Linked DNA regions of Rattus norvegicus: region 2 is linked to region 1. Evidence: chromatin contacts called from public Hi-C data. All regions are on one chromosome and are shown on one strand. The core of a region is the stretch at or near the end of the contact, and the rest is flanking DNA. Distances in the headings are between cores, read along the strand shown. Region 1 holds the start of Cdh13 (cadherin 13). Region 2 overlaps Cdh13 (cadherin 13).

Region 1 (6,812 bases), core at 85-2,584:
GCAACATGCTGTGAGTAAAGAGCTGGGGTATCAGCAAGCTAGTTCGGTTCCAGACTCTGGGATCCTCCTCACCTTCTTCTAGTTCTTGATTGTCTTAGCTATCTAGTCTTTAATACATGTCAATCACTGCCTCATTATTCTAGGCCCTGTGCTGGCAATATCCTGCCGTGTGATATATTTAAACCGGTATTGAATATAACTTAGACACATTTTCTACAACAAAAATGGTGTCACTCATTTTTTTTTTCATTTTGCTTTGGCCACTAGGAAGCTCATGTGTCCAAATCATAGCAAAACAGTTGTAGTTGGGAGTTAACGTTTTGGTTTTCTAAACTTTTCTTGTGGCCCAAGTTTTCTATCTTGGTTGGATTTGCCTTTTATTCTAAAACCCATAAGTCCTCTTAGGAAGAAGCCTACATGAAAATAAGGACTTTACTGCCTTAGCTTCAGATCTCTGTGAGGGAAGAAATGCCTTAAATGTCCCCGTTTCTCCAATCTCCAACATTCCCCAACTGTAAGATTCCTTGAGCCATGACTAGTACTGTTTGGAGCCCTTGGGAATAGCTCAGGGACTCTGAAAGGTCACATCCACATTGGGGGGAAAAACAACAACAGAATTTGCTCAAGTCATGCTCCTGGTTTCGGTGCCAGGTTCACGCTTGTGGAGTGGCGGCCAGTCCCACCCTCACCTGAGCAGTTAATAAAATCTATTGCTCCTTGATGGATTTTTCGTGCAAGCTAGAATTGATCTGTCCTCTCTGTGATTTGTGGTGATGGCAGAAAAACACCAAACACCACCCCACCGTGGCTGAGCACTTTGGGGGGTAAGGGGTGGGGGAGAGGGCGAAGAAAAAAATCAAAGCCAAAGAAATCTACCAGCAAGGCTTTGAGGACATAGAGGGCTGGGGCTGCTGGGGTCATCTTATGTGATTTATTGGGAATAAAGTGGATCTTATTAACATTTTAATAAAGAGAATTTTTTTTTGCAGTGTGTTAGAAGTGGCTGTTGGTCCCGGGTGCAATTCCAGTTCTTAGGGAAAGTGGAATCAGCTGGCATCGCCCAGCCTGATTTGTGAGGCTGGACCCCAGGAGTAAAAAAAAAAAAAAGGCAAGCCAACGTGCCGCCTCCTTGCTCGGAGGGGGCTCTCTCCCTGCGAGGTGCTCGCCCCTATCTGCCATGCAAAACGAGGGAGCGTTATGAAGGAATCCGTCTTGTAAAGCCATTGGTCCTGGTCATCAGCCGCTACCCAATGCTTTCGCGATGCTGCCGCTGATCTATTTGGGAAGTTGGCTGGCTGGCGAGGCAGAGCCTCTCCTCAAAGGCTGGCTCCCACGGAAAATATGCTCAGTGCAGCCGCGTGTGTGAATGCAAACGCCGCCAGGCGCTTCTTCTAGTCGGGCAAGATGCAGCCGAGAACTCCGCTCACCCTGTGCGTCCTGCTGTCCCAGGTAGGGAATGTGAGCCGCAGTCAGCGCGCTCCCACCAGCTTTCTGCATTCAGATCGCCCTGCTTGGTGATGGCCAGGAGCGATCGGAGGGTCGCGGGGCTTCTGCTAACCGCCGCGCAGATAGACCCGGCTAGCTCAGATGCGAGGTCACCCCCAGCTCCGATCCTAGAGGGGCCTGGCTCCTCTTGCCGGCTAGTCTCGTGTGCGTGTGTGTGTGTGTGTGTGTGTGTGTGTGTGTGTGTGTGTGTGTGCTCATTCTGAGAAGGACAGAGCCTTTTTGCAAGCAAAGGCGACATCCTAGCTGACATCAAGTGGGGTAACTTTGGTTCGCCTCCTCCAGAGGCTCATGTATCGGATATATACTCCTTTCGAGGCGACTAGGGATTGTGCTTGCCCCGTAACCCAGTGCCTTAGCCGGGAAGAGCCATTCGGTTCGGCCGGCTGCCGGGCTGGGAGAGGCCAGAGCTGGCATCACTGACTTCCCGGGGCGCTCGTCCTCTCTTCGCCCAGCTCGGCTGGCGAGCTGCAAGGCACCTCCCGCCAGCGGATCTCCGCAGCCCGGCTGCTGCTGTCTTTCAAAGCAAGACGCCCGCCGCTCCCGCTTTGAGGTCTTCAGGCTCTCCAGCTCCCGGCTCAAAGGAGCCTGAGCACGGTCCCCTCTCCATAGCGCAGGCCCACTACCCCCAGCCCCTTGGGCCCCCATTGTCCAGACAGCTGGAGCTCCTGCCCGAGCCCAGGCTGCAGCCTCTGTTGTCTTCTCTGGGCGGGCGGGTGGCGCTGAGCACAAGGAAAAGTTCAAGCTTCTTCACCAGGCTGCAGCTGCCTGGCAAATAACCCTCCAGATCGTTGCAGTGCCAGGGCAGGATTGGCAGAGCAGGAGAGGCATGCTGGGGCTCTCCTCAGCCCGGCTGAAGCTCAAAAATCCCTGGAAGTTTGGGTGTAGGAAAGCAATACTTAGGGGACAGGCCAGAGACACTGGAGGCTGAGGGGGCACGCCCAGCCCTCCTCTGGAGACTGAAGCTCCAGAGAGCATCCTGGCATACTGGCTCAGTCCTTCGTTGTCCTTTTAGGCAGCCTCTGGGACCAAGAGCTGGCAGTCTACAAGTGGGTGGTTGTAGAAGTGTAGGGCCACGCAGAGAAAACGAAGGAGGAGGGGGGATGCCTAAGGCATGGGTGTTGAGTTTCTGGGCAGGATTCTTGAGTGCCAGTGAAAGAGGCACGGGGTTGAACGTGAAGTGGGAAAGAGGAGAGGAAGTGAGGGTTCTGCAGGAAGCCTTCTGAAGGGAGATGGCTGTTGGAGGAGGGTTGGCACCCCAGAAATGCAATAGCTGTAGAAACGACCCAAGAGTGCATATGTCTGTGTGTGTGTGTGTGTGTGTGTGTGTGTGTGTGTGTGTGTCCCTGCCAGGACCCCGAGTAAGAGTACGATGCTTATTGCTGGGTAGGCTCTCCTGTCCTGACTGCTGACGTCTCCTTCAGTGGACTCGCAGTCCTGGGGTATACACAGTTGTTGCTTTTTTTTTTTCACCAGAGGTTTTCTAGCTGGTTCTGTAGGGGCCCTGCTATGGATGCTATGGTTGCTTTTGAAGCAGTTTCCCACATCTCTGGGGCTCTAACTATCCTTAAGGCAGAAGGTTGTGTGTCTCCCAATTTATCTAGGTGGGGCAGAGCACACCCGGATAGAAAGATCTAGACAGGTCCTCCCTGCCCTCTACTGCTAGTAGAACCACCTTGGGCAAGTTGTTTACCCTATCTAAGCTCCCAGGTTCTCTACGGTAGAAGAATCTATTATCATCAGCCCCGGAACTGCTGGGTAGACAAGGCCGCATGCAACAGGCAGCCCTAGGCAGTGTATTTCACAAGTCCCGCCTCTCTGGGAGCGGTTGGCGTCTGGGGCATGGACTCTTGCCTTACTCCGGACTTTTTTTATAGCCCTCCTGTCTTAGTATGTATTAGGTTCCAGAGCACATCCAAACTGGTGCTTTTCTGTGAGCAAAGCAGACTGTGGGGGGAGCTCCGGAGAGCCTCCCCGGGGGCTAGGGGCTTCCTACGGGGCACCTCTGCAAAGCAACCCGTGTGTCTTCTCTTGCAGGGCCGGCTGGCACAGGTGGCTTTGAAAGCACACTCAGTTGCTTCTGAGCTGGAAATAAGTGGCCAGCCCTGAGGGGCTTATCTCTCACTTTGATTGTCCTGCATAATCAGAGCGCTCCTCTGCATGAGGACAGTAACTGATGTTCTCCTCGCAGAAGCACCTGGAGGGCAAATAGTATCCACCCCGTGCAAGGTGCAGTTGACTTCATCAACAAGAGGCTTAAATGCAAGGGGGTGGGGGTGTCTTTGTGCCATTAAGAAAAATGAACGTGTGTGTGTGTGGGGGGGGGGGTGTCAGAGCCTTTGAGTCAACAAACCCAGCCCAAACTTTTCCTGAGGCAGAAAGAAAACAGAGGAAAGACAAAAACAATGTGAAAAAGCAAATTACTCACTGCCCTGCGGAGCTAGGGCAAGCCTGTGTGTGTTTTTCCAAGCAGTCATACATACAGCCGGCGCTGGGCCCAGCTTGGAAGCTATCAGCCTCTGGCTGCTCATTGGCAGACTCGCCACCTTCCACATTTGCATGGGTTCGGGGTGGGGTGTGGGGGGGCAGGGCTTCTAAACAATAAGGACTGGAAGACCTCTTTTCTCCCCCTGGGGGTTCTGGGAAAACCTGTCCCGGAAGTAACAGCTGGAATTTGGCCACTGACACAAATGTGCCGAAGTGTGAGTTAGAAATTCCACTGTGGTAGGGATTGCCCACTCCCATGAGGCAGCGCTTCCACCCAGCCCAGCTTCTCACAATGCATGAGCAATCCCCCAAGAATTAATTTCTAGGGAGGGGCTCAGGTCTTGAGACTGTCCCTCCATGACTTCCCAGATGTATTCCATGGGAATGTGTCCGTTGGTTTAAAGTGGAAAAGTTCTCCCCAGAGATTGAGAGTCTAGCCTTTCAGGACTTAGTGAGTCTCCCGCATCTTCTCCTGTGGCTGCCACTCTGTCCGTTCTATTTTAAGAGCCTGGTTCATGTGCAAAGCCTTTCCGACGAGGGCAGGGACTCAAGAGTCTGAGAGGACACCTCCAGCCTGTGGCTCCGGAGCGCTTATGGGCAGCCTGCGCTATTTCAGAAGTTCTAGGGGACCAAGGATTGAAAGTGGCAAAAGTTCACATATCTAAACATTATTATAAATAGTTTTAGCAAATCCCAAAATAGTTCTAATACACCGCCAAGGCTGAATGAGTGACCCGGATTTCTGTAATTCTACCATGTTACTGGATGCCTTAAACGTCTTCTTAGCAGATCTTGTCTACCTCCTCTCTTCTAGAAGTATCCTCTGTGTGTTAAAGTAAAATAAATCTCTCTCTCTCTCTCTCTCTCTCTCTCTCTCTCTCTCTCACACACACACACACACACACACACACACACACACATATATATGCTAGGACTTTGCTATGGCCATCAATCACTTGGTCACCTGATGAAGTTAACTCTCTTAGATGACGGGAGAGCTCAGGTCTTCAAAACCTCATCTTCCCTTTCTGTCTAAAAAGCACAGCTACCCGAAACACCCAGACAACTTCTATCTTGTGGAAGTCAAGAAAAAAACAAAGCTACTCTTCCGACTCCTACCCGGCTGACAGGCACATTATCTTAACAGCCCCAAATCATTCTGTGGTTGTGTGTGCGCGCACACATGCCCATCTTTGTGTGTTTCGATCTTGCTTTGTACCTGATGAAAATTTTCTCCAGAAGGGGGCTCCATCCACAGCCTTACAGAATTCCGAGCCTGCATTTCTTATTCTGGAGAACTCTTGTGAAGCAAAGCAGGTCCTACAGAGCGAAACTCTCTCTATTGCTACTCAACTGTCCTGGATGGGAGGTTCTATCATTCCCTATCCTCTCTTCATCCTCATTTTCCTTCTTCTTACTGCTCTGTCTTCTGTTCTGTCTTCACTTCTCCACCCTGCCTTCCCTGGAGGGCAGGCGTAGGAATAATTTCCAGAGGACTTTGCAGACAACGCAGTATGGACTATGAGGAGGTTTAGACATTTCCTGGCATTTTGAGTTTGGCTGGACCGGCTTTGTTCTTCAGGCAGCAGAGGCAGTAACCATTCTGTCTGGGAAGGAAGATAACTTTTCCTCGAGACACACCAACGAGAAGAGTGACTTCCCTCAGTCTTAGCTTGTGCCCCGGCGCCTCTTGAAAAGGAGAAGGAAATATTTGTCTGTCATCCAATCACAATGATCAGTCCGATAGAATCAAATCAAGTAGCCAGACGCTTGGGCCCTCCTTCCATTTAGCTGTCAGCAAGGTGTCCAGACGCCTTGGAGAATCTGGCCTCCTGGGGGATGCTGCCAACACCATTCTCTAGGGCTTGTCTCCTCTGCCACCGCCGATGTGGGATGGTGGCCGTATCCTGGGGTTAAGGGTGAGAGTCATTCTTCACTCCTGGGTTAAGACTAATGAGGCTGCTCGTCCCCACGTAGGCAGAGCTCAGTGTGGGAGGTGGATTGGGCGATCAGCAGACTGAAGCTCCTGGCATCTACTTGATGGGATCTATGTCAATGCTCCCCCTCTGGCTTCTGGGCAGGGGATTGCATATTGGCAGCCTGCTTGAACCCATGGAGGCAACTGGTGGCCAAACTTTTCCAAACTCATGACATCAGTTCCTTTAAAAGATGGTCCAGGCTTCCCGAGTTTCTTGAAAACTCAGTGGCCCTGGCCATCTAAGCTCTCTTTCTACGTGGTGCTGGTTGGCAGGAGCTGAGCCAATACTGCCCTTTTTGGGCAGGACATGCTCTACACTTGGCCATAAACCCCCCAGGCCCTCCCCCCAAACACAGCACCCACTATAGGAATACCGCCCACTTGATCCTATCGCTGAATGACTCTGCTGCCATAAACGGAGGCTCCATCCAATCGCCTTCTTAGTGATGCGCTGCTTTAAACGGAAGTTGCACAGGGCTGGAGTTATTGGCCCCGTGGGCAAGAGTGTTTGTACGAGCATCAGGACTTGGGTTTAAAAATCCCCCAAACCAATGTGCCTGAAACCCCAGCACCATGACAGATAGAGGCAGAAGGATCACAGGGCTTGGTGGCCACCAGCCTACCTCCAAATTCAGTGAGAAAACTTGTCTCAGGGGAACAAGACAGGGTGAGATTGAGCAGGACACCTTATGCTCTCCCGTAGACTGGGAAGAAGTGCACACACACTTGTGCATGTGCGCATACACCACACATTCACACAATAATAGTGGTACAGAGTCATGATGACGAGGAAAGGGAGGAGCAGTTGGTTTTTGGGATCCCTGTGATGAAATACACAGACGTG
Region 2 (6,377 bases), core at 820-3,319, 550 kb after region 1:
AGACATATTTGGGAGGCTCCCTGGGCTTTTATCCTGGTAGGATATCCTGTGTGTGTTTATGCATGTGGTTGCATGTGTGTGCATGTGCATGTGTGATGCCATGCAGGTAGCCATGACAGTGCTGGCCTGAGCAAGAGCCTAGCCACACTTGGTGTGCATTTAGAATGATCATTGTTGTGCTACGATGGGAAGGGAGATGAGAGACATGGAGCCACTAAAACGTAACTCGGGTGTTTATTGAACACCTACTATATACTGCCCTCTTTTCAAGGCAGAGAAAGAGAACAGGGACATCTCCACAAGATGGTGGAAATCATCAGCAGGTCAGGCTAGGTGCTCTCATGGCAGAGCAGACATTTAGAACTTAGACAACTACATAGTTCTGGTACATTCTGCACATTTTCCATATGTAAATCCAAGGCAACCATTGCAAGTGCAATTTATTTTAAATGTGAGGAGGCACCAGGATTCGCTATTTGAAATCATTCAACAGACCAGAAAGATGGCTTAGTGAGTGAAGGTACACGCCCTACATGTCTGACAACTTGAGTTTAATCACCATGACCCAAGAGGGAAGGAAATAACAAACTCCTGAATGTTATCCTTTGACTTCCACACATGTGCTGTGGCACATGCAGATGGACGTGCACACACACACACACACACACACACACACACTAAATACATGCATGCATACATACATACATACATACATACATACATATGTAAGTGTAATGAGTATGTTTTATTAAACACTGAAAGCAGTAGTGGGAGAGGGGAGTGCTCTGTGCTGCATTTGAGATCTGAAGAGAGGCAATAATCACATCAGAGCAAGCACACTCTGAACACACACACACACACACACACACACACACACACACACACACACGGAGTATTAGCATTCACCCCTCAGAGCAGCCAGCACTGTAGGCCGGTTTGTAGGAACAGTGTGCCCTTTCAACGGCCTTTCTGTAAGCCTAAAATTATCCCTCTTCAAACTGTTATATATGTATCCACATATACACATAGTAATTTAAGCCCTTAAATGACACCTGTAATTTAAACACTCAGAGGCAGAGGCAGGAGGATTGATGCAAGGTAGAGGCCTGCTGGAGCAATACCATAAGATCTTGTCTCAAAGGGCAAAATAGAAAAGAAACATAACACACACACACACACACACACTCACTCACACACACAACCCCATGCATGAACACACACAGGCATAACGCCCACACATGCACACAATCATATTCACATACACTAACACACACAATCACATGCACAGCAACACGCACACAGGCATAACACATGCACACATACACTCACACACATACACTCACACACACAACCACAAGCATGAAAACACACGGGCATAACACACGCATGTGCACACACTCACATTCACACACATGCAACCACAGGCATAAACACACTGGCATAACACATGTGCGCACACACACATACACTCACACACAAACAGCCACATGCGTGACCACACACAGGCATACGCAGCACACCAAAAGCCAGTGTCTTAAATATACACCCATATCACTGCTTGTTTGCAGTAAGAAAAAAAAAAAAAGAATGGTGATAAGAGAGCCTCTTCTCAGAGGAAAGCAGAGGGGCCTTTGGTTTCTGATGTCAGGACCCTGGTTCTAGCCCCCTTCTGCCACCTGTACAGCCAGCCAGAAGTCTCTTTCCCCAGGGACACAGCAGGGCTCAGAATGCAGTTTATAGGCTCCCCCAGTGAGTTGGCACCTGGGGTCCTTATTTTCTTTCTCATCATTAACTTTTTTCCGTTCTAACTCCAGAAGGAGAAAAGAAGAGGAAAAAATAGAATCCTGCTGTGCAGAGAAGTGTTGGATTACAAAGGCTAATGGCACAGCCGGCTAATTGTCAACCTGCTCTGTGGAGTTAGGGGTGTTAACAGCTGCTCAGGCTGGCCTGCAGGGTTGACTCTGGCCAGAGGACTGAGTCAGCGGGAGGGGGAGCCACATGAGGCCACATCTGGGCAAACTGAAGGAGCTCTGTGTATCGCTGTAAGGGCGATCTGGGCGTTCTTGAGCTGCAAACACCCACGGCTGAGAGCCACAAACAGCAGGCCAAGTATGCCTCTTGCTCAGTGAGGCTGGGTGGCCCTGAAACCTCAAACATTCCTCAAACATTTGAAGGCGGCAATGGCGACTGGGTGCGCCTCTGTTCCTGGAGAGACATGAGCAAACAAACCAAAATAATGTCCCTGGAAGCTGGCCTTGGTGAGCCAGGCAGTTTATTAGGGTGACTAGGGTGACGTTGGGAAGGAACTGCTTGTAGGGGTGCAGACTTTAAAAGGCAGCAACAATTCCAAAAGCCCACCCCAGTGTAGGCAGGTAGCGGGTCTCAAAAGGTAGAGCCCTAGAGGTGGCTGGGAGGCTGCAGGCATCTGGGCACATTGGAGAATCTCCTCCCAGCAACCTGGGCTGGTCCTCCTCCAACAGTTAGTTCTCTCTGTGTGTCCTTCTGAAGGGGTCCTCGTCTCAGCTCCCCCAGGGGAAGTTTGCTCAGAACCTACGTCTCATAAGTTCTCAGCTGTCGTAGTACTACTCCAACCCCACTATGCCAGTGTAAAGTCATATAACTCAGTTAAAATATTTATAAGCTGTACAACTAGACTGGGCAGATTCACCACCCTACACTCTCTATTCCCCAGCTAGGAGATCCCTTGTTACTTGCAGCTCCTCTGGGCCACGGGGTTCTGCTCTATCTTCCTCTGTCTCCTTAATCTCCCCTCCTCCTTCCTCTCTTCTCCCCCTCTAAAACCTCCAGCCCCACCTTTCCCTTCCACTGCCATTCACAGGCTTTAGCCTTCATCTGACCTGTTAAAATGGGGAAGAGGGTCTCTTAGTACTGAATACTTAAGTGATCCATTCCTCTCGAGGAAGCAGAATCAGCATCAAATACAAACAGCACCAAGGCAATCTTCAGCTCTCTCTAGGACTCGCTATTTCAACCCAAGAGGAAACTGGAGTCAGGGACCTGACCTTCCTCATCAGAGTATTAGTGAAGACCAAATAGGAGCCCATAAATCCTAAATTCATTGCGGAAACAACGAATTCGTTTTTTTTCTTTCTTTTGTTTCGCTCTCGCTCTCGCTCTCGCTCTCGCTCTCGCTCTCGCTCTCGCTCTCGCTCTCGCTCTCGCTCTCGCTCTCGCTCTCGCTCTCGCTCTCGCTCTCGCTCTCGCTCTCGCTCTCGCTCTCGCTCTCGCTCTCGCTCTCGCTCTCGCTCTCGCTCTCGCTCTCGCTCTCGCTCTCGCTCTCGCTCTCGCTCTCGCTCTCGCTCTCGCTCTCGCTCTCGCTCTCGCTCTCGCTCTCGCTCTCGCTCTCGCTCTCGCTCTCGCTCTCGCTCTCGCTCTCGCTCTCGCTCTCGCTCTCGCTCTCGCTCTCGCTCTCGCTCTCGCTCTCGCTCTCGCTCTCGCTCTCGCTCTCGCTCTCGCTCTCGCTCTCGCTCTCGCTCTCGCTCTCGCTCTCGCTCTCGCTCTCGCTCTCGCTCTCGCTCTCGCTCTCGCTCTCGCTCTCGCTCTCGCTCTCGCTCTCGCTCTCGCTCTCGCTCTCGCTCTCGCTCTCGCTCTCGCTCTCGCTCTCGCTCTCGCTCTCGCTCTCTCAATTTCTGTAGCTCAATCTTGTGGCTCTCCAGTGTGCATTTTGTAGACTGCAATGTCAACTGATGAAACTCAGCAGAGCTGCCCAGTTTCCCCTAAAGAGTGTCCCCAATTCCCATGTTTTCTCTCCAAGGTCCTCTAAGCCCCACTGCCTGTGGCGCATGTGGAACTGGCGGGCTGTGCCTTGGAGATGCGCCCCGCTCTGCTTCACCGAGCCCGTGGGAAGAAGGCTGGAAGAGTCTCTGCTATCACTGTGTTTAAGACAGAAGGGGGCAGGCCTGACTGTTGCCAAAGAAGCTTCCAAAAGGCAGTAGTGGGAACCCACTTCAGTGAGAAACGTGTGGGCCAGGGATGGCAGTCTGTCCTCAGAAGACAGAGTGGTGCTTGGACCTCTAGCTTGATTGAGTATGTAGCAGGGCTGTGAGGGAGCAAGACAAGTAGGGCCAGGGGTTCAGGGCAGGAGGCATGGAGACTTGCACGTCCTCTCGTTCAGGACATGCTTATGCTCACCAGGAACCATAGCTCAAGAGATGCTCTTGTTGATAGAAAAAGTCCCTCCGTGTGGGCAGGTGTCCCTTGTGGCTCAGTGTTCTGGGAACTCTATATACCAGTTCCTTCAACACACACAGCTCTAAGGACTAGAGGCAGGCTCCAGGCATAGATTAAAAAACTGGGTTCTGAAGAGAAAGGGGAAAGGAAGGGGAGAGAAAAAAGGGAGGAAGACACAAAAGAGAAAAGAATGAAGGGAAGAGGGGGGAGGGGGAGTAAGGGGGACGGGAGAGGGAAAGGGAGGAGGAGGAGAGAGAGAGAGAGAGAGAGAGAGAGAGAGAGAGAGAGAGAGAGAGAGAGAGAGAGAGAGTGTGTTGAGCAATGCTCTAAGCTAGCGCCCAGCTTTGGAGACTGGCTCTGCCCCTGGAGAATAAGTCTTTTGATCCAAGGGCAGTCACTCATTAAACAGGGCCCCCTCTCTGGAAACTGTGTCTCCATAAGGCCAAGTAGTTCAAGCTCTCCTAGAGAGAAGGAGGCATTGACCCTGACCTTGTCGGTACAAGGAAAAGTCTCCCCGGGAGAGTTTCCAAGACTAGAGTTCGGTTTGCTATAGCGATGTCTGCCCCCAGGAGGCACATTGAGCTTTGCTTCTTCCAGAAGGTTCTGGGTCCCCAGCCTCTCTGAACAAAGGAGGATGGGGAAGAGAACAGAGAGCACAGAAGGCTCTTCCTGGTGGGTCCGCACCCCGGTCCATGTGGGGCAGGCAGGCCCATGGAAACAGGACCCTACCTCGGAAAGAGTTACCCTCCAGCTGTTGAGGGACACGGACATGGTGTTCATTAGCTTGGATTGCCTTCCAGGTTAACAAGACCTGTCTCAAGGGTGCCGAGGGGCAGAAAGGGGACATCTGAATGCACATTGGAGGGAAAGTGATAGATGGGGCTCATCCAAGGGTCCCAGCTGTCTCCATCTACCGTGCTTGGACCATCACTCCCAGGACTGGAGAAGTCTGTGAATTTACTTCTTTAAAACGCCAGTCTATTCCCTCAGAAATGGATTCAATTTTATTATCTGGCTAAGATGCCTTTTATGCCTGGAGGGATCCATCTCACCCATGAGCAGCAGCGTGATTTTATTGCAATTATTGCTAGTGGAATTACAGTGGTTAGCCCTGATTTATCGGCGCCCTGTCTGTGTGCTTCGTTTATGCTTTAGTTTGGGGGTTTTGTACTGAGGACTGAACCCAAGGCCTCGAGCATGTTAGGCAAGAACTCTGTATAACCCCAGCCCTCCTTTCTATTAATTTTTTATTGAGTCTTTGTGAGTTTCCCATCATGCACCATTCCTCATCCCTTCCTACGCACCCTCTGCCCTTGCAACCTCCCCACTAAAAAGAAAACCTAAAACTAAAATCTAATATACTTACATTTATATATTTTTATTATTTTATATAATATATTTAATATTAGATATTATATAAATATAATATATAACATTTATAGTAAAACATAAAATTTATTAAATTTTTATTTACTATCTAATATATATATTAGTATATGTCCACAGAGGTTGTGGTATGTCACACAGTATATATACCCTTTTGCCTAAACAGCTTCTACTTGAAAATGCGCAGTGAATCGTGGGTCTGGTTCAAGGCCTCTGACTTCTGCTACAATGTCAATATTGGATCCTCACCATGACTCCTTTAGGATATCTGGTTGTTGCCCTCTGTCATGGTGATCCTGCAGGTTTGGATCTGCAGGACTGGTCCCTTCACATGTCCTATTAACTCATAGATGGGGTGGCTATTGGGGTGGGCCAGCTTAAAGCCCTGGATCTGTGAGGGACAGAAGCTGAGTTGCTCGGTTCTCCTGTGTCCATGCCACCAGGGCCAGCTCCCTTGCTCTCCCAACCTTCAGGCCTGCTCACCCAAGCCCCTAACCCTCCTTTTAAAGTTATATTTTGTGATAGGGTCTTACCAAGGTGTTCAAGCTGTCTCTGAATCACTCTGGAACATCCAAGCTTTGAACTTGAGAGCCTTCTGCCTCAGCTTCCTGTATGGCTGTGGCTATAGGCCCAGCCACCACACCCAGCTATACTGTCTCTTTAAATCCTCAACCTCCCTCCCCACTCCCTATCCCCCAGAATTAAATGGTGATTGTTCCCGCTTTGCACCTGAGGAAATTGGGAACAGAGGCAAAGACCCGTTTGAAGATAGGATCGTAACACATTTGCATGAAGACAGA

What was found. A called contact is a pair of places that touch in the nucleus more often than the background predicts.
Region 2: a Hi-C map of Schwann cells shows a contact between it and region 1, with 4 times the contacts expected there. The contact joins the enhancer-like site here to the promoter of Cdh13 in region 1. A contact is called at or near these places in 7 of 12 Hi-C or Micro-C datasets (the A7r5 cell line, Schwann cells, frontal cortex and 4 more) and 1 of 1 datasets of contacts at active chromatin or transcription factors (oligodendrocytes).

Annotation. Positions count from the first base shown.
Region 1 is chr19:63,256,917-63,263,728 of GRCr8, forward strand. Cdh13 (cadherin 13) reads left to right here and starts at 1,335. Exons shown (of 14, transcript NM_138889.2): 1 at 1,335-1,449. The coding sequence starts at 1,405.
Region 2 is chr19:63,808,727-63,815,103 of GRCr8, forward strand. All of the region lies in intron 4 of Cdh13 (cadherin 13), which reads left to right. Among named protein-coding and RNA genes, the nearest start is that of Hsbp1, 500 kb to the right of the region's middle. Within about 2 kb of position 2,070, at least 32 of the 93 cell types and tissues checked have an H3K27ac peak or open chromatin away from gene starts, as enhancers often do. A contact at or near this core is called in Schwann cells, where this site is marked.